Linked DNA regions of Sus scrofa: region 1 is linked to region 2. A link is a contact called in public Hi-C data. All regions are on one chromosome and are shown on one strand. Each heading gives the region's core, a stretch centred on a gene start, on an enhancer-like site or on the middle of the called end of the contact. The rest is flanking DNA. Distances are from core to core; before and after follow the strand shown. Region 1 holds the start of COG2 (conserved oligomeric Golgi complex subunit 2). Region 2 holds the start of C14H1orf198.

What was found. Hi-C and Micro-C count contacts between places; a contact is called where the count stands out from the background.
Region 1: a contact with region 2 is called in a Hi-C map of skeletal muscle, with 6 times the contacts expected there. The contact joins the promoter of COG2 here to the promoter of C14H1orf198 in region 2. A contact is called at or near these places in 2 of 47 Hi-C or Micro-C datasets (liver and skeletal muscle).

What each region holds. Positions count from the first base shown.
Region 1 is chr14:59,700,635-59,705,278 of Sscrofa11.1, reverse strand. It overlaps COG2 (conserved oligomeric Golgi complex subunit 2), which reads left to right and starts at 1,273. Exons shown (of 19, transcript XM_021073991.1): 1 at 1,273-1,483. The coding sequence starts at 1,412.
Region 2 is chr14:59,514,794-59,518,889 of Sscrofa11.1, reverse strand. C14H1orf198 reads right to left here and starts at 2,136. Exons shown (of 4, transcript XM_001927098.5): 1 at 1,752-2,136. The coding sequence starts at 2,084.

The sequences.
Region 1 (4,644 bases), core at 24-2,523, 190 kb before region 2:
TGAAGCTTTGTCCTCATGGATACTAGTCAGGGTCATTGCCGCTGAGCCACAACAGGAACTCCTGAGAGTTAAGTTTTATTTGGGGCAAAATGAAGCCTAGGAGACAGCATCTCAGGTGGCCCTGAGAAACTGCTCTGAGGAGATGAGAGAGGAGTCGGGATATACAAGAGGTTTTTTTGCAATAAAGGACAAGTAGTTGGAACAAAAGAGGTCTGGGCTCGCTGAAATCATTCCTTGGATATGCACCTCAGCTATCAGGGCAAGTAGCCTAGGTTCTCATAGCCTGGGTTCCCTCAGGACTCCCTCTGTGGTCCATGCTTGGAGGTGGCTTCATTTGCAGATGGCCGTGACATCCATTTCAGAGAGCTCCGAAATACTGCTCCAAAGAGGCAGGGAAAATAGTATCGGGGTATCTGATAAAGGTGAGGGGGAGGTGCATGCAACCACGCACACATTTTACAGAAGTTTGCTGCTGGCGTCCTTAAGGTTACTACTAGTCAAGAGGAGCAAACATCACCATGAAGGATTTTAGTGTTTTTCTAGATAGGAGATGCAAGAATTGGGTGCATAATATCTTCTCCTAAAAATATCTGACTATCTTAAGACCTGTTCTTCCAGTTTCCTAAGAGCACAGAGTACTTCACTTCTGGTCTCCACCCTGAACTCCACCCAGGGGTGCTGCGGGTGGGCAGCTGCAGTGGCTCACAATTTAATCCATGTAGAGGCTGATGGCAAGTGCCAAACCTCAGTTCCCGGTTTGATCGCACCAACACTGGCCACAGATTCTGACATCTGCCCACTCCTGGTTTAGATGAAAAATAACCATGTGTGCAGATGTATTTGTTTAGTGACTAGGCAGGTTATGAGGAGCTCCTTTAAGAGCCTTGAAGACCCCAAGTTGCTCTTGGATTGCCCACCTGGCACTGAGCCCAAGCCTGGACCACCGGCCTGAGAACCCAGAGGCTGACATGCTCTCTCCGCGAAGCAAGATAGGGAGAAGACGCAGGAAGAACATTGCAGACAGATTTTTCCTAGCAGAAAGGGTGGCTGGGAGGGAGCCCCCCCCCCACCCACACTGCTGCTCTCTCCACACTCAATCCCGCCCCCCTGGGAGCCCTAAAGTGGCCAGAGCCAGCGTGAGCTGCAGAGACGCCCTCCTCCCGTAGGAGGGCAGCACGATCCGCAGCGCGGCTGCGGCGGCTGTCCCAGCGCCCCTCTTAGGGGCGGCGGACGGAGGCCGGCCCCCCGGTGCACTTCGCTGATTGGCTGCGGGGCGGGCGCTGCCATGTTGGCGGAAGAGGTGCCCTCTGTGCCGTGGAAACGGGTCGTGGCTGCGGCCGCCGAGTCCGTGCACGCAGCCGGCTGCTTCTCCTTGCTGGGGTGTCAGCGCTGAGAGGCGGCGACCGGCGGGATGGAGAAGAGTAGGATGAACCTGCCCAAGGGGCCGGACACACTCTGCTTCGACAAGGACGAGTTCATGAAGGTGCGCGCCCGGCCTCGCGCCCCTTCCCGCCTGCTCCCGCCCTGTCTAGGGCCGCGCCCGCGCGAGACCGGCCCTCGGCGGGACCTCGCTGCGCTTGCAGTGAGTCTCTCGGCCTCAGGTGTGGCAGGTGCAGACTGGAGAAAGCGCGTCTGCGAAGTCGCGCGTAGTGTGTGGAAAGGCCTGGAAGTTCTGGGCAAGTGGTTTTGAGCTCAGTGTGAAAGACCCTGTTATTACCCGACCCCGTTGCCATGCAGAGCGGTCTGGTTGCCAGGTCCTTGGCCAGACAAGCTTGTTGGCCAGATCCTTGCACTTAGAAGTATGTACTGTAAGTACTGACCAAGTCTGAGAATCCACGTCCCCACCCAGAGATCAGGTGGGGAAAAAAGACACTTGACGGAAATGCTTTTCATAACATTGACCTAAAGCTTCTGAGATATTTATAAGATTAGGATATTCTTACTGATTTTGTTGCATTACAACGAAGCAAACCATTCCCTTTTCCTGAAGTTGCCCTACTTGAAATTGGTCTGCAGGTAATTGTAGGATATAAACTTACGTAGATAGAATAGAAATATAAACGGAAAACATTTTGCAGATAATAAAGGGTCAGAAAGCACCGCCTTGAAAATGACCAGGATTTCAGTCAGAGCCAGGAAGGACTTTGTATACCTGTTTGGCGTATCTCTCTGGGTCAGTTCTTAAACCATTACAAAAAATATATATTTATTTTGAATTTCTAAGGATGGGGATTTTTAAAAATTTTTGAAGTTATACTTGATTTACAGTGTTCTATCAATTGCAAAGTGACCAAGTCATACATATATGTCCATTCTTTTTCTCATATTGTCTTCCATCATGTTTCATCACAAGTGAGTGGTTATCGTTCCCTGTGCTATAACAGCAGGACCTCATTGCTTATCCATTCTTTTTTTTTTTTTTTTTTTTTTTTTTTTGTCTTTTGTCTTTTTGTTGTTGTTGTTGTTGCTATTTCTTGGGCCGCTCCCGCGGCATATGGAGGTTCCCAGGCTAGGGGTTGAATCGGAGCTGTAGCCACCAGCCTACGCCAGAGCCACAGCAACGCGGGATCCGAGCCGAGTCTGCAACCTACACCACAGCTCACGGCAACGCCGGACGGTTAACCCACTGAGCAAGGGCAGGGACCGAACCCGCAACCTCATGGTTCCTAGTCGGATTCGTTCACCACTGCACCACGACGGGAACTCCCTATCCATTCTAAATGTAATAGTTTGCATCTGCTAATCCCAAACTCAGGATGGGGATTTTTGATACCACTTGGTGGTTTTGATTTCAGTGTTAAAATGTTAAAAGTTTTGGCTCAGTAGACACCTAAACTTTTAGGCAAGTGAGGTTAAATCTCTTACTGTTCTTTCTTGATGACTTCAAGTTATGATCTGATTTCACTTTTTCTAGGTTAGTTAGCCTATCTCTTTTCGATACTTGCCTTCAGATCTCATTTCTGGTTTTAAAGTAATTACACCTGTATCCTCTCCAGTGTGGCCGTATCTTTTTTAGTATGCAGGTCTGTCTGGACCCAGGAATAACACTTTTGTTCTTATACAGTGAAGTTTCTGCTAAATCCCTCTAATGAAGGGTGTAGCTTGAAAGGGAGTACAGAGTGAACTGTGTGTTCCAGGAACCTTTGTTCCGCCCCCTGGCTGAGCGCTGTCCTGAAGCCAGGGTAGAAAAAGGGAACATGCTGGGGAACGATATGCTGAGGAGCAGCGCCTTGGAAGAAGAAAAGGCACAGGCAGAGATCAGGGGCCTTGTTCTGACTTCTGATTTCTGGAATCTCAGAAAACAGAGAGCTTGTCAACCTTTGGCCTTCTTCAAGGCTTCCTTCAGGCTCAGCACCAGCATTCCTTCTGACTCACTAGGCGCACCGTGTTTATTGCTCTGAGCTGACAGAATGCCTTTAGTCAAAGCAGCATTGGAAGGTAGAAACCTCAAGATGTAAGTTCTAAAGTAGGAAACTGGGGAGATGGCTGGAATGGCAGCCGTTCCATATTCTTTCATGGCTCCTGGCCTCTTTCATGGCCTCTCATGGCTGACTGCTCTGCAGTCTGTAGTGCTGATACATGTGACTTCACACGTAGGTGAAGAGCACACACACAACAGCTGTTCTGTGTTAAGTGGTGTTGATTTTCTAGGTGGGACCTGGAGAGAGAGGTGATTTGCAATTTGTGCTTCCTTCGAAGAGACATTTTTTTAAATGAGTTTTAGTTTGCTGGCAGAGATGATGGGTGGAGAGCTTGCTCTCAGGTTATAGTCCTACATCTGTGTTTCATTCAACATGTTTTATAACTGGGCATGTTTTGTGCCTTTGGGAAAGTTAGGGAATATCAGATTTGCATTAGGAGAGTTGAGATTACTTGAAATCCAGCCATTTGATTGGAAACTGTGTCTTTAATCTGCCAGACATGATGAGGACCTGTTAGGGCAGTGGAAGCGATTGCTCATTTTACAAGCAGGCCTTCATCGGTCACTTGCTTGGTGTCAGGCAGCAGTCTAGACATGATGGTACCAGGATGGGTAAGGTACGGTTTTGACTCTTGAGCATGGTGATAGGAAGACCAGGTATGCCGAGAAACCGCCCTTGGTCCAGAGGGTGGAAGGATGGCCAGGGTGAGACCGGAAGGTGGATAGGCAAATGGGTGGGGCTGCAAGTTGTCGTATGCTGCGGGGTTTGTGCTTGCTACCTTGTTCATTGTGGAGGTACAGTCAAATTTAAAGCAGGAAATCACATGGTCTGTCTTGCATTGGAGCCGACTAGTGGCAGGAGGCTACTTAAAAGTGATTTCAGGAGTTCCCACTGTGATGTAAAGGGATCGGCAGTGTCTCTGCAGCACCAGGTTGCAGGTTTGATCCCCGGCCCAGCACAGTGGGTTAAGTATCCAGCTTTGCTGTAGCTGTGGTGTAGGTCGCAACTGTGGCTCAGATCTGATCCCTGGCTCAAGAACTCCACTTGCTGCAGGGTGGCCAAAAAAGAAAAAGAAAAAGTGATTTTCGTGGTCCTAATGAGATCTAATGAGAAACACAGAGGAGGGGACAGGTTTGTGAAAGATGTAGGTGATTAAAAGATAGGAATGGCGGAAGGAGAATCACTTGGGGCAGAGGTGGCCGTGACATCATACCGTTAGCCT
Region 2 (4,096 bases), core at 887-3,386:
AAAACCAGGGCCCTTCTGCTCCCAGAAGGACAGGTAGAGACCACAATGAAAAGTTCCGTTGGCTGTTAAATGGCTTTAGGTTTACAGATTCACAAATTCACTAACAGCTTGGTCTGACGCCCAGGTAAGGAATCAAGAGTAGAAAATTGGCCATGTCTTCTTCCCTTATCAGCCACACTGGGCCCTTTTAGGGCCTGGGCTTGTTGATGATGAGCAGGCATGTGTATATTCTTAGCCGGACAGCAAGCTCAGGGAAAATGACAGTCACGCTCCAACATCTCTAAGTACTTGCAGGTTTATGTCTTCGCATAAGTCATGTATTCCTAACTTTTCCAAAGAGGGCCTGCCTGCTTTTCCATCACCCAGATCTGAGCACCAACCCTGCAAATGTCTTTGGAGAGGTGCATGTTTTCACACTAAAAATGTTTCAGCTCTAGGAATATATTTCAAACCTATATTCTCATCTCTTCCGTTTACCACACCCTCGTTTTTCCTGGCAAAGCCTTCTGAGACTTTTCTTTTAATTCTGTCAGGATATGGCAACGCTGGCAGCATATTTCCGTCCTCTCACACTTCCCTCGCATTCAAGTGGGTTTATAGCCACAAACATTTTGTATTAATAAGTGTCTCAGCACACCCACGCCTAAAACTCAGATTTAAGCCTCATTCTTAACTAGAATTCCTTCCACCGTTCACAACTTCCTCGGAAAACCTCTCCAAGCCCAGCCCCTCCTCCCCGCAGCCTCCAGGCCCTCACAGGATGCCAACCTCTCAGTCTGCTTGTCCCACTTTGACCTTCACAGCAAAAGTTGAGTTTGAAGGCAAATTCTAATGGCACCCAACAGGTTTTAGGTAACCACATTCCCAAGAAAAAGACCAACTTTCTGGGCAGCACAGAACAATTTTGTGTGGGTCATCCCTGAGGTTTCTTCCCTGGGGTCTGAGTCTTTTCTCCCTTCACAATGACCGCCCCTCCAAAAAGTCCCGGCACAATGAATGTCTAGGTCAGAGGCCCATGCATGCCCTTATATGTACCAAAGTCTTCCCAGGGCTTGTGTAAACGTCTACATTAGCTTTTTGGTGGGAAAACGGGACCACCAAGCTCACTCCCAAAACAAAGCTTCACAGCACGATTCCTCGGAAACATCTTAGGGCTTCGGATTTTGCCTCCTAACCCTGGAAGGCACCTCTTCCTGCTTGTTATCTTCACAATTTCACGCTCCCCACACAGCTCATCAATTAATATTAATATATATATATAATTAATATTAATATATATATATATATATACAACTTGCTGATCGCCTTCCCTGGCAGGCCTGGGATGGGTACTACTATTCCCGGTTTCCCCGGGGGTACAGAGGCCCCAAGAGGTTAGGTGACCCATGGCCAGACAGCTAAATGGCAGAGTGGAACAGAACTCAGGTTTGCCTGGCTTTAATCCCTTGCTCTTCTTGCCACTTCGGTCTGCCTTTTAGCTCTGGGAGCGGTTTCGGGTCCCATGCTGCCCGGCGGGGCAAGTCGCGGTGGAGGGTCTAGAAAGACCTCCTCTCTGAGATACTCCAAACTATCCCCGGGAGCCCCGGCCCCCAGAGCTCCGGATCTGGGCCGTCCCTCCCACCCACTCCGGGTCCTGCACCTTCTCCTCTGCAGCCCCTGCCCGCGCGCCTGCCGGCGGCGGCCACTAGCCGGCAGGTGTCCGCCCGGCCGGGGGCGCTCGGGGCGCGGGTAGGGGCCCGGCCCGTACTTACCTCGTCCCCGAAGCGCACCACCTTCTGGCCCGTGGGCCCGCGCAGCCCGGGGAAGCGCGCGAGCTCCTCGGGGTCCCCGGGGTCGCGGGGCGCGGGGGCGCTCGGCCCCACCAGGCACCGGTCGATGATCTCGTCCTGCTGCGCGGGCGGCAGCCGCGCCCACTCGGGCCCGTACTTCTCCCGGATCTTCTCCTTGTCCTGCATGATCTTCCTGGCCATGGGGCTCAGCGACGAGAAGTAGGTGAAGCGCTTCCGCTCCCTGTCGTCCAGAGGCCGGTTCCCGCTCATGACCGCCGAGCGCGAGGCCGCGATCGCCGCCGCCATGGACGCCATGCCCTGCCAGCCCGTCGCTCCCCGCCCGCGCCGCCCCCACCCCCGCCCTGCGGCCCGAGCACCGCCCCCCGCGCCGCCCCGCGAGCAGCGCCCCACTGCCCCCGGGAACCCCGCCTCCCGAGCCCGCCCACCTCCTGCAGTCCCACCCCGTGCCCGCCCAACTCCGGCGACCCCGCCCTCCGCGCCCCGCTGCTTCCGGGAGCCCTGCTCACGCCCACCTCTTCCTCCTGGATCCCCGCACTTTGCGCCCCCCACCCCCGGGGAACCCTGCCCTCCGTGGGCCCCCCGCATCTGGAACCCCACCTCTCATGCCCCAACCCCGGTAACTCCTCCCACTGCGTCCCTATCCCCGGGAGGCCCGCCCTCCGCGGCCCCCACTCTCGGGAACCCCGCCCCCTGCGTGCCACCCCGGGAACCCCGCCCCCTACGCCCCCACCCCCGGAACCCCGCCCCTTGCATCCGTCCACCCCGCCCCCGAGAACCCCACCCTCCGCGGCCCCCACCTTCAGGAACACCGCCTCCCGCATCCTCCCACCCCCGGGAATCCCGCCCCATGCACCCCCCCAAGGATCCCGCCCTCCGCTCCTCACAGCATCCTCCAGATCTGCTGTCTTCGGCTTCCGTGGTGCCTCCACTTTTCGGGGCTTCCCTTGGCCAGCGCGGGAGATGACTGGCGTGTCCCCAAGTCTGCACCCGGCGTTCTGGCAGGATTGCTGGTAGTGACCGCCATAGCGCCACGTGGTCGCTTGACAAAGGAAACTTTTCTCTCCCTCCGCTGTGCTTAAGAAAGCCCGGCATTTCTGGACTGAGCCAACGGCCGCCTTATTCCTATCATGTCCCTGTCCCCGTTGAGCCATCTTCGCTTTCTTTGAGCCATCCCAAGACCTGGGCCAGGGTCCCAGAGCGGTGAGCTGATAGAAGGGGTGGGCGCCGGGCAGCGAGGGCACGGAAGAGAGCTGGGGAGACTGGACTGGTGTCGGGAGTGTTTAAAGAAAATCATTTCCCGCGCCTCCTGAAAAGACAGGAGTAAAATGAAGCGCCAGGTAGCTTATCCTTATAGCGCTTTTCCCCAAAAGGAGAGAGCTCGGAACTTCTGGGCAGGCATCGGGCCGGCGGGCTGGTGAATCTGTTCTTCGCTTTGCTTCTGCAGGTGAAGGCGTTTTTCCGAAGCCTGCCGAGTGGCCTTTGCGTTCTCCAAGATTTCCTTTGGAATCTCAGAAATCGCAAAACTCTTGGCAGTTGGATGTTTGCAAACCAACTGAAGAGCAGCAGAAAGTTTTCAGGCAGAGGAGTAGTTGAGTAGAGGAGTCGTTTCATAGGCATCCCAGTAGTTGGGGGCCAGGTGTGTCCCAGAATACATCTATCAAAGTTGTGCAGAGCCCTGTCTGCTTTTCTATCTTGGCTGATTTGCACAACACTGTAACAGGTCTCGGACTAGATTAAATGTCCACATTTAAAACAAAAAAGACCGTATTTCAGGTGTTACTAAGGAGCTTTGCGTCTAAAGTAACACTTGGAGGAGTTCCCGTCGTGGCGCAGTGGTTAACGAATCCGACTAGGAACCATGAGGTTGCGGGTTCGGTCCCTGCCCTTGCTCAGTGGGTTAAGGATCCGGCGTTGCCGTGAGCTGTGGTGTAGGTTGCAGACGCGGCTCGGATCCCGCGTTGCTGTGGCTCTGGCGTAGGCCGGTGGCTACAGCTCCGATTAGACCCCTAGCCTGGGAATCTCCATATGCCGAGGAAGCGGCCCAAGAAATAGCAAAAAGACAAAAAATAAAATAAAATAAAATAAAAAAATAAAGTAACACTTGGAAAATTCTGAAGTTTATAAAATAAGTCAATGTTATCTCAAAAAATAATTAGTAATAAAACAGTCATGGAGATATCTTGCAAAATTCTGTTTTAAATGTGAGATGGCCTTATCTTTTGGCCCAGATTCCTAAGAAAATATTTTCAGAATGTCAAATGTGACAAGCTCTACAATAAATGATACCGCTGTCAACAGTGTTATCA